2 separate regions of the Bicyclus anynana genome follow, and region 2 is linked to region 1. The links are chromatin contacts, called in public Hi-C maps. All regions are on one chromosome and are shown on one strand. Each heading gives the region's core, a stretch centred on a gene start, on an enhancer-like site or on the middle of the called end of the contact. The rest is flanking DNA. Distances are from core to core; before and after follow the strand shown.

Region 1 (5,209 bases), core at 1,038-3,537:
AGTAGGAACAAACATACTTAGACACAAACTTTTGCCTTTATAATATTAGTGTCATGACAAAAGTATGGCTTTTAAAGGCTATACTTATCAAGATTTGTTAAGCCTGTTATCTATAAAGTTTTCCGTTGACATCAGCTTCATGCCTTATTATAAGCATAAAATTCTCTTATAAGTGTAAATTTTTTATCTATTATTGTGTACCTGTTTATAAAAGATTTAGTGTAAGATCTTACTAAATTATCTTGAATATTTATTACTGACATGCAAGACAATGGTATGAAATTACATATAATCTACGCTTCATTGGGCTCAATGAATAAATTTTAAAAGGAAACAAGCAATTTCTGTTGCTAACAGGCTGAATACATAAAACACCTACATTTATTATCATTAATAACACAAAATTATCTCAGAGTATAAATGGTTTTAAATCTTTGCCTGCATGAATTTGATAGATTAGTAAATACCTGCAACTGGACATTCTTCCCCTTTATTCATTTTCTTTATTTATTCATGCTATAGGGGTTAAATTTTCCAAAATCTCTTACATTTCCAAACATTATACTAATCTGAGACTGATTTTATCAGTTCTCATAATCATACAGTACTAATGCTGTTCTTATGGTCTTTAATACTTAGAGATTAATTAATTATAATTAATTCCTGACATTCATTAATTTTGATAGTAGTGTGTGTTGATACCATCCATCATTAATGTTGATACGCAAGATAAATCATATCACAATTATATTATAAAGGCGAAAGTTTATGTGTAAGTATGTTTGTTCCTCCTTGACACTGTAGCTACTGAAGCGATTTGGCTGAAATTTGGAATGGAAATAGATTTTACCTTGGATTAACACGTAGGCTACTTTTTATCCCTGAAAATCCATGGGATAAAGTTGTGGGCGTCCGTTAGTTAAATTCTATGTGCTTCTAGTCCGCCCTGACATTGTAACATGCTGATAAATTGTAATCACATTGGAATATGTTTAAGTACACAGCAGAACCATATATCTCATGTTCAGACCTTACATTCTTATACATTTCTGGTATGAGCAAAAAAATCTTTAATGTTGTTCTAAAGTAAAAAGTGTTACCTGTAAAGTATATTGCTTGCCGTTTACTTCCACCACCTTGTTCATGAACTCCACGCCTATCGTATGAAAGTTGTGATCATCGAAGTGGTTTGATATGAATCTGCTCATTAGACACGATTTGCCGACCCCTCCATCGCCTAATATAACAATTTTCAAGAGTATATTTTTGTTCGCCGTCCTTCCGTATCCATCGCAATCTTCGCCCATCATGTATTAAAAACTGTCATAATAGTCACTAAACTCGCGAAACACTGCTTTATTGCCTCAGCCTTGAATATAACAGATAGATCTATTTAATTAGTGAGTAATGGACTCGCCTCTCAAGGATATCACGTGAATCTTTTCAGGCAATTATGTATTGAATCACCGAATGGTCACACACAAAAAAAATAATCACTCGAAAAAAATTATCCTCATACAACGTCACTGCGGTGGAATAATACACGAAAATAAAACAAAATTAATTAAAATTGTAAACGACAGCTCACAGCTGATCTCTCTTTTTTGTAAATAAAGGAATTGCCAGTTAAGTTGTTATGATTACCTCATATATATTTTTAATTCCAACATTATTTCAATTTGAACTATTTCCCCTATTTCAATGATATGGAACTTTTTGGCCAAATTATTATACTGCGAAATTAGTACCATTCGAAAGCTAAATGTAATCTGTAAATTGTTACAAACACTTAAATTACTAACATTTATAATTATAGTTGAAAACATAACAGTTACACATTATGTTTATAAAAATTCCAAGTTACTCTGTTGTTATGTGTTATGCTAACAAATAAATTCTTTTTTTTTTTTTTTAAATTAAACTACAGTTATCAATCCCACAATTCATGTAAATACCCTAAGTGTGGCAACATTAAATAATGACATTCTGCGATACAGATTATTAATAACAGTAGTTAAAAACTGTCATTCATAATCAATAATTGTTTCTTTTTTACATTCCTATTTTGTAAGAGTATGTTAGATTATTTTGATAAAAAAAAATAAAATGAAGCAAAATAAAATTATTGACGCCTAAAAATAATAAATAATTCCTTATCTTTGTACTTGTGTTTCCCTCTATTGGGTTGTTAGCAAAAACGAAAAAGGTAAACTCCTTTCCTGTCGCTAGATGTCATGTTCGAATGTTTATTTTGCAGTATGACTCGCTAGATGTCAGTTCGCTCGATTGACTTTATTCCGCTTTGTTTTGCGGAGGTGAGAGGACATGGTGTGATTATTATTGTTAGCGTAAACCCTTGTGTTCAATGTTTTCCCTTACAAAAAGTATTTATTGAGTGAACGGACGTTTTATTTTGCGAGATAAGTGTTTTCTTATTCGAACGTAAACATAGTGTGATTTGGAAAGTTACAAAAATTATACATTTGCGCAATTGTGCGAGCGAGTTGCGAGTAGCGACTCGATGTCAATAAACTTGTCGGTGATATTTTATGGGAAAGGTGTGCCGCGTCGCTAATACCTGTTCGCGGCGGCAGGGTGCATGAGACCGGGATGTTGGTGGGTGGCGCCTGGGTGCCATGGTGTAGCCGGGAGCGAGGTGAGTGGCATTAGATGGCATTCGGGTCCGTAGCAGGACGAGGTGGGCGGCGGGTGCGCGCGGGGGGTTGGCGTGCATTCACCTCTGACCCGCGCGCGGGGCGAGCGGCGCTCAAGGTCGGTGCGCCGCCTGAAGGTCGCGCGTCACGTGACGCGAAGGGTGCTCACCCCCGCCCCTCGCCGCTCGACGTCCCTGAGTTTTGTTTGGGTGACTGTCGCGCACTTCACTGATTAATTGTTTTTTTTTTATTTGTAAAGTTAAACTTTTCGCGAGATCGCGTATTAGATGCGTTTTATATTTCGTTATATTAATAGGTAATTATTAAGTTGTTTCTTTTTTTAATTTACAATTCATGCTGTCAGTTATTGTTAACTACTTGCTTACCTAAACTTACCTATTTTACTAGTCGTATTAGTAAATAAAAGAAAGGTAAATTAAAGAATAAGCTTATGTAGAGGTTGTAGGTATATGATAATTATTTATATTTTATATTTTTACCGTTTGATATAGCCTATAGCCTATGTTTGTATATAAATATGGAATAACTTTTAATACAAAAGATATATATTAGGGCATTACTAAAAACACTTTACTTCTTTGTACGGGTAGGTAGGATATGTAATTCTCCTTCAAATTATATCCTACTTTTATAATCGTTAAATTAATTTAAAATCTAGTTTATAAACTTTTCCAAACTCCAATCTAAACAACCTACTTAAGTTGTATCTACATATAAAGATGCCAAGGCATTTAAATTTGCATTTAAGTAACGGTATTTCATAGAAGCTCGCTTCCACAAGCGTCTTGCTATGCGATTACCAATGTCCTTAGCTTGAGCACGTTTCTAATATAAACACACATGCATAATAACTTGCATCTTATATTAAATACTAATATAGAGCAGGAGTCTGGGATGACCAGAACTTCGTTGTTTTATAAAAACTGAAAGTACGGTGGGTAATTATGGAGTATTTACATGGTGACTTTAGGAGGTATGTTAGAAAGGTCCAGATCGGATGAAAAACTTCGTTAAAGGTTCAGATTTTAAACTTTGACGTATCGAAGGTTTACGGAGCTAAGTTAGCGTATGGGGACATGACCTACCTCACTCTTATTTTCCTGATAAAAATATAAAAAAAAATATATACCTTTTCGCTTTGTGCAATTTTTTACATTAGCGCTTCACAGTTTTTTCCATAATCCATGTCGTCATGTAATGATTTTTTTTTCCAATAGAAGAAGAAGAAGAAATATACTTTATTGTACATTAAAAACAAAAATAAACAATAACTTATAATAAGACTTAGAAACTAATGTACAAATTATCGGTCTTCTCTTATCGCTCTAAATCGCTAAAGTCTGGAAGAGATCGCTAAAGAACGATCTCTTCCAGACAACCATTGTGGAAGAGAAGCAAATAATTTGCTCTATTAGTGTGAAAATGGTCAATGTTCATCGTCCAACGGTGTCCGTCAGTCAGTCCTACCTATAGTCAAGTCAAGTCATGCTTTAGTAAAACGAAGGCAACCTTACCAAAATTTTTGATTGAGTCTAGCGAGAAAATCGAATTAATTACTCAAAAGACTTGCTTAGCTTCCAATTCACTTGAAACTATATTGAATAAAATGTATTATACTTTAAGCAATTAAACTCTAAAATGCACCAAATCAATTAGCCAGATGTCATCCCTACGATTTTCCAAAATCCCCTTTGTGCATTGACGGTTGAGGGTGTGGAACTTTGAAATCTGCTACTTACTTTCCATAGCCACTAAGATACAACGTCCCTAGTTTCTACCACACCTGTTTTAGTAAATACATACCTATAGAAAAGAATGGAGCATGCATAAGTTGATAAATGTTAAATCATTTCAATTTAAAAAAAATGGCTTTCAGCTATAATAAAATGATGAAGGTCTGGTTACTACAGGCACTTAGAACATTACCTTTTCTGTGCTAACACCTATGAGGTATCATATGTCTCGCAACGGTATGTATGTACCTTAGGAACAAGTACAGGTATGATGAACTCAATGAAAAGTAAACTGTGAAGAGAATTTATATGTCAGTTACGGCATCACCCAAAACTGCTTGACTATAATCTAAGTTACATTTCATCTTGCCAGTGCTTTATGGCGAAAGCTACTTGATAGAGTAACGTCTTTTAAGTCTTTATGATATGCAGGGCTTTTATGCTTTTATAGAGTTCATTTTCATATTGTTTATTAGTTTTTGGACGACCGCCGTGACGCAGTGGTATGCGCGATTTACAAGACGGAGGTCCTGAGTTCGATCTCCGGCTTGGCTGATTAAGTTATCTTAATTGGTCCAGGTCTGGCTGGCGGGAGGTTTCGGCCATGTTTAGTTACCACTCAACCGGCAAAACGTACCGCCAAGCGATTTAGCGTTCCGGTTTGATATCGTCTAGAAACTGAATGGGGTGTGGATTTTCATCCTACTCCCAACAAGTTAGCCTGCTTCAAGGGCTAACTTGTAAAGAATATAAAAAAGTGAGGCACCTCTTCTACTTACGAGTATGTAGTTTTCTAAATAT
Region 2 (5,257 bases), core at 344-2,843, 40 kb after region 1:
TGCGGATTGGCAGACTTCACACACGCAGAAAACCAAGAATTATCTGGTATGCAGGTTTCCTCACGATGTTTTCTTTCACCGTTTGAGACACGTGATATTTAATTTCTTAAAATGCACACAACTGTAAAGTTGGAGGTGCATGCATGCCCGGACCGTATTCGAACCCACACCCTGCGGAATCGGAGGCAGAGGTCATATCCACTATAATTGCAATTACACAACTAAATTCCCACAACTGCAGCCTAGATTGAAAAGTAGGTATCATTATCTGCTATGTTATTATTAAGGTTAGTTATGTCTTATCACGTCCAATAAAGATTATTAGACACTTGCACAACAAGATTAGGCTAAACAACGTCCTTGATAAGAATGTAACCTTCACGACGTTCGGCGAGTGATGATTATTGTTGGTATATTTAGTGTTTTATATTGTAACACGAATAAATCGAAAAATAAATGGAATTGGGTTGGACAACAACAGATGGGCTGTATAAATAAATGCTAGATGCCCAACATATAATAGTAGGGGAGCCCGGGGTGCCAAATTTGCGGTTACTAAAGCGTCATGGGGACCGATTACATTTGGTAGATTAAATGATAGGAAGAATAAAACATTTTTCGCTTTTAATGGTGGAGAAAAAAACTACAGACTTAAAAGAATTTTTTATTGCTTTGGCTTATTGAAATTGTCCGAAAATTTTAGCGATTAATTAGGAGGTAACCTGCAAAATAAGTAAAAAATTAATCACGCTCATAACTTGAGAAAAAAAATATAAGGATTTTATTTTGTAACTTTGGAAACCTCCCATTCCATTATGTTACGCTCAAATCGTCAAATGTTCGAAATGCTCTTCAGCTCCCCTACTATAATAAGAGAAGAAGACCAGTATGCAGGTCACGAGATGACTTAGTAGACTATATGGGCCCTTCATGAGACCAAGACGAATCCAAAACTATGGAAGAGTTTGGAGGAGGTCTTTGTCCGGAAATGCGATGGGTTATAAAAAAAGCTTAATTACAATAGAAATAATAGTAATAAATAAATTGTAAGTCTGTATCCGAGTTGTGCAAATTCAAATTCGGCTTTTTCAAGATGGCTTTGTTTACAAGCACTTTCGAAAGTTTGACTGTTTGAAGCGATTCTACCAGTTATAGGGAGACAATAAAGTACGGTATTTTTAGTATAACTATGATATAAACGTAATATTATTAGTGCTAACGCCTTCCTAATATAAGGCATTTTGAGAAATTCTGTACAAAAAAGGTTCTTTTTACTCTCTATATTGAAAACGACTTTTCTTTCAGCGGTTGCTCTGTATCCATACTATAGTAGGTATGTTTTATTATATTGAAGTCTGTTTGTTACCTTTTCGCGGCTAACCCGATTGGATATGGCATTTTTTTGCTGAAAAAAATAATGGTTATGAACGGTGTTGCGAACATGCTCTAGCAATATAATATCACTGGTCGTTAGTTCTGAAAATTAATAATATGCTCTATTTGTTCGTTGTAGAATTCGCAGTAGATCTATCTGCGGGTGTTTACCTCGTCTATTTCAGTTAGTGCGTCGGCGCGGGGTGCATCGCTCTCTAGAGACACTCGACCTCAGCTCATCGGGGTCAAGGACACGGGAAACACCCAACTGTACAGACTGTACTGGGTAAAGAACGCAAGCCAATTAGTGGCGTACTAACTGGACAGAAAGCGTTAAGTCAATGATCTGATGACACGGTTCATGAAACTTTTCTAATCTCGGAATGGCTCATATTATATGCTAGCAGGAGTGCATCGCTCTCTAGAGACACTCGACCTCAGCTCATCGGGGCAAGGACACAGGAAACTCCCAACTGTACCTACAGACTGTACTGGGTAAAGAACGCAAGCCAATTAGAGGCGTATTAATTGGATAGAAAGCTCTTAAGTCAATAAACTGTTGACTTGGTTTATGATACTTGTCTAATCTCGGAATGGCTTTTATTGTACGCTAGCAGGGGTGCATCGCGAGAGACAATTGACCTCAGATCGTCGGGGTCAAGGACACGGGAAACTCCCAACTGTACAGACAGTACTGGGTAAAGGACGCAAGCCAATTAGTGGCGTACTATCTGGACAGAAAGCGCTAAAAGTCAATGATCTAACGACATGGTTCATAACACTTGTCTAAACTCGGAATGGCTCATACGATATGCTAGCAGGAGTGAATCGCTCTCTCAGAGACACTCGACCTCAGCTCATTACAGTACAGACAGTACCTACTGGGTAAAGAACGCAAGCCAATTAGAGGCGTATTAATTGGTTAGAAAACTCTAAGTCAATGATCTGTTGACTTGGTTCATGATACTTGTCTCATCTCGGAATGGCTTTTATTGGACGCTAGCAGGGGTGCATCGCGAGAGACAATCGAGCTCAGACCATCGGGGTCAAGGAAACGGGAAACTCCCAGCTGTACAGACAGTACTGGGTAAAGACGACAAGCCAATTAGTGGCGCAAGCCAACTGGATAGGAAGCGCTAAGTCAACGGACGACATGGTTCATGACACTCATGATTATGTCGGAATAGCTCTTATTATATACTTGTAGGGGTGCATCAGTCTCTAGAGACACTTGAACTCAGCTCATCGGGTCAAGAACACAAGTAACACCCATCTGTGTAAAAGAAGATCGTAGACCAATTAAAAAAAAATATTATGAATTTTCAAACTCGGTTCAGTAGATTACCCCCTACAACCTCACAAACGTTACCTTTTTACAATATTAGTAAAGACACCTACTTATTTAATGTAAAAAAACATAACCCTATTTCATCAGTCGGATAAAAACTTATCGATAAATATTACCAAGTAGTTTCTCGTATTGAAAGGCAGGTGATTGTATACCAGAATGATATTTATCGCAACTCAAAGGAATGGTGCGAGGTGACGTCAGGCAGATAGTGCTGACCTTAAGATAGTTATCGGTCGACGCCTCGTCTGTCCATCGACAACTCGACTGAACACAAGGACATCACTCAACCGAGCCTATCTATTATTAGGTACCTCCATACATAGCTATACAGGGTGTCCCGTAGTTAATGTATATGTGTCTATGTGTTAATCCAGAGTAAAATCTATTTCCATTCCAAATTTCAGCCAAATCAGTTCAGTAGTTGCGGCGTTAAAGAGTAACAAAACATCCATACAAAATTTCGCATTTTCATTATAATATTAGTGTGAAGTTAGTAGTTGTAAGAACATTACCTATGGTTTAGGAAATTTTTCCAAACGAAAAATGTTAGGTAAATTATACAGCTTAGGTATTTGTATATGTATACAGCCATTATGTTGCTTTTCCACTTATTTTTCCATCATTTATCTGGTGTTTACCTAATATGTAGAAAATATACCTAACTAGCGGACGCCCGCGACTTTGTCCACGTGAAACTCGATGTAAACTTTCAACTACCCCTACTCTACACTACCCTTACCCTACCCCTACCCTACGTTGAAATTTTTCCTGAATTTTCTTTGCTATAAACCTCACGGAGCCCGAGACCTTACATAGTATAACTTTAACATATTTTGTATAATTTATTATTATTAAAAAATAGAAGGAAGTAACGTAGAAGTTCATAATTTATGCCAATATTGAAAAGAATCGATTTACATAAAATGATAAATAAATCAATGATATTATTGGCTACCTAAATTTTCCACGCTGCATATTAAATATCTGTTGAAATGTATACCTATTTTGGAATGGAATTCCGTAAGGTCCAACTTGTGTTATTATATAGTGCGCTATATTATAATCATTTCTTATGAATCGAAGGCTAACAGGTCCAATTCGTGTCCATATGGTGGATACCTACTGGTATATAGGTTCTTAAGTTTCAATGTATGTACAAACTAGAGAAGCTCCTAAAAAAGAAGATTCATGTTATGTTATAACCCGATATATTATAAGTCCAACACTTCTTATGATTATATAGCTTACGGACCCAAAGTGTGTACATAAACCTATACCTAGATAGGTTCTAGACACGTTCTAGAAAAGGAAGATAGGAAAAAACAAAAATCTGTCATTAATATCGTTATTATGGTGAAGAAGTATTATATCATAAGAAGAAGAAGGATAAAACGTATCACTCGTATGTTTTGCTATTTTACCCGATAACTAGAAAAATCCGTCCTGCAATGAAATAAATAAAAATACTCCTTTTTCTCTTAAAACGCATGTTACTCCGATTTCAAATGTCTGAGTGTAATAAGCTCGAAAACTTACGAATTTCGTGACACTAAATAACCTAGTAATAAGTACGATTTATGAGAAATATGAAAGAGTATCGGACTGACATACTGCCAGTCGGAATTACCTGCTAAAGCTATGCTAGCTGAAGGGACAGAGCACATTTGATTCTTAGGATGATTTTTGAGAAATTTCAACTTAAAGGGTGGGAAATAGGGATGATGACAGTTTTTTAAATTGTATATAAATTAGGAGTATGCTAATAGTAAAGCAATTTTGTAAAAGCAACAGGGTATCTGCGATCATTACTTTCGGAGCTACAGGAATTTAAAGGGTCAGATTTGCGGCGCTGCCGCGGATCCCTGGAAAACGCCCCATACAAAATGGCACGAACTAATGATTTCGTAAGTAATATAATGATCGTTAGATTTGTGTGGGCGTTCTAACAAAATTACTAATATCTTTGATATTTTTGCGTTTATGTTTATAGTTCATTTATTAAAAAATGTCACATTTAATGTAAGGAAGCTAAAACTGTAAGAATTTTCATCTAATTACGATAAAAGATTTTTAATAGATTTTGAAATTTTATAATTTCATTTATTTTGCAAATATCCAGTCAATCTTTGCTTTTCATGTATAAATTAGTTAACATTGACCTTATTTACCCGAATGTATCATAAAAATCAATATATTCAAACCTAGTCATCATCCCCATTGGAGAAAGTCTGTTTTCAGAAAGGCAGGGTTTTCCACGCGGACGAAGTCGCGGGCTTTTGCATATATATTTTCTGCTACATAACATCCGGGTAATGTTGAATTTATCGTCAACTCTGAGTTTAACTGTAACGTTTTATACATATTCGTTTCGTACAGCTCGTGCGAATTAGCTTGACACCTGGCTCGAATGAAGTTTGTACCGTGCTTGTATGGATGTGTTTAGTAGCCAGATGTCTAGTTAATGCGCACGGGTTATACACACAGACGCACAATACAAGCGTCGTCTGACGTAGGTTTAACGTGGTCTTGTAC

Evidence for each region. Hi-C and Micro-C count contacts between places; a contact is called where the count stands out from the background.
Region 2: a Hi-C map of whole larva shows a contact between it and region 1, with 6 times the contacts expected there. The contact joins the enhancer-like site here to the promoter of LOC112053467 in region 1. A contact is called at or near these places in 2 of 2 Hi-C or Micro-C datasets (whole body and whole larva).

Annotation. Positions count from the first base shown.
Region 1 is chr4:15,761,429-15,766,637 of ilBicAnyn1.1, forward strand. It overlaps LOC112053467 (nuclear hormone receptor FTZ-F1 beta), which reads left to right and starts at 2,288. Exons shown (of 17, transcript XM_052881178.1): 1 at 2,288-2,656. LOC112053463 (ras-related protein Rab-9B) reads right to left here and starts at 1,637. Exons shown (of 4, transcript XM_024092872.2): 1 at 1,101-1,637. The coding sequence starts at 1,310.
Region 2 is chr4:15,802,213-15,807,469 of ilBicAnyn1.1, forward strand. All of the region lies in intron 1 of LOC112053467 (nuclear hormone receptor FTZ-F1 beta), which reads left to right. Among protein-coding and RNA genes, the nearest start is that of LOC112053468, 39 kb to the right of the region's middle. Within about 2 kb of position 1,594, at least 8 of the 8 cell types and tissues checked have open chromatin away from gene starts, as enhancers often do.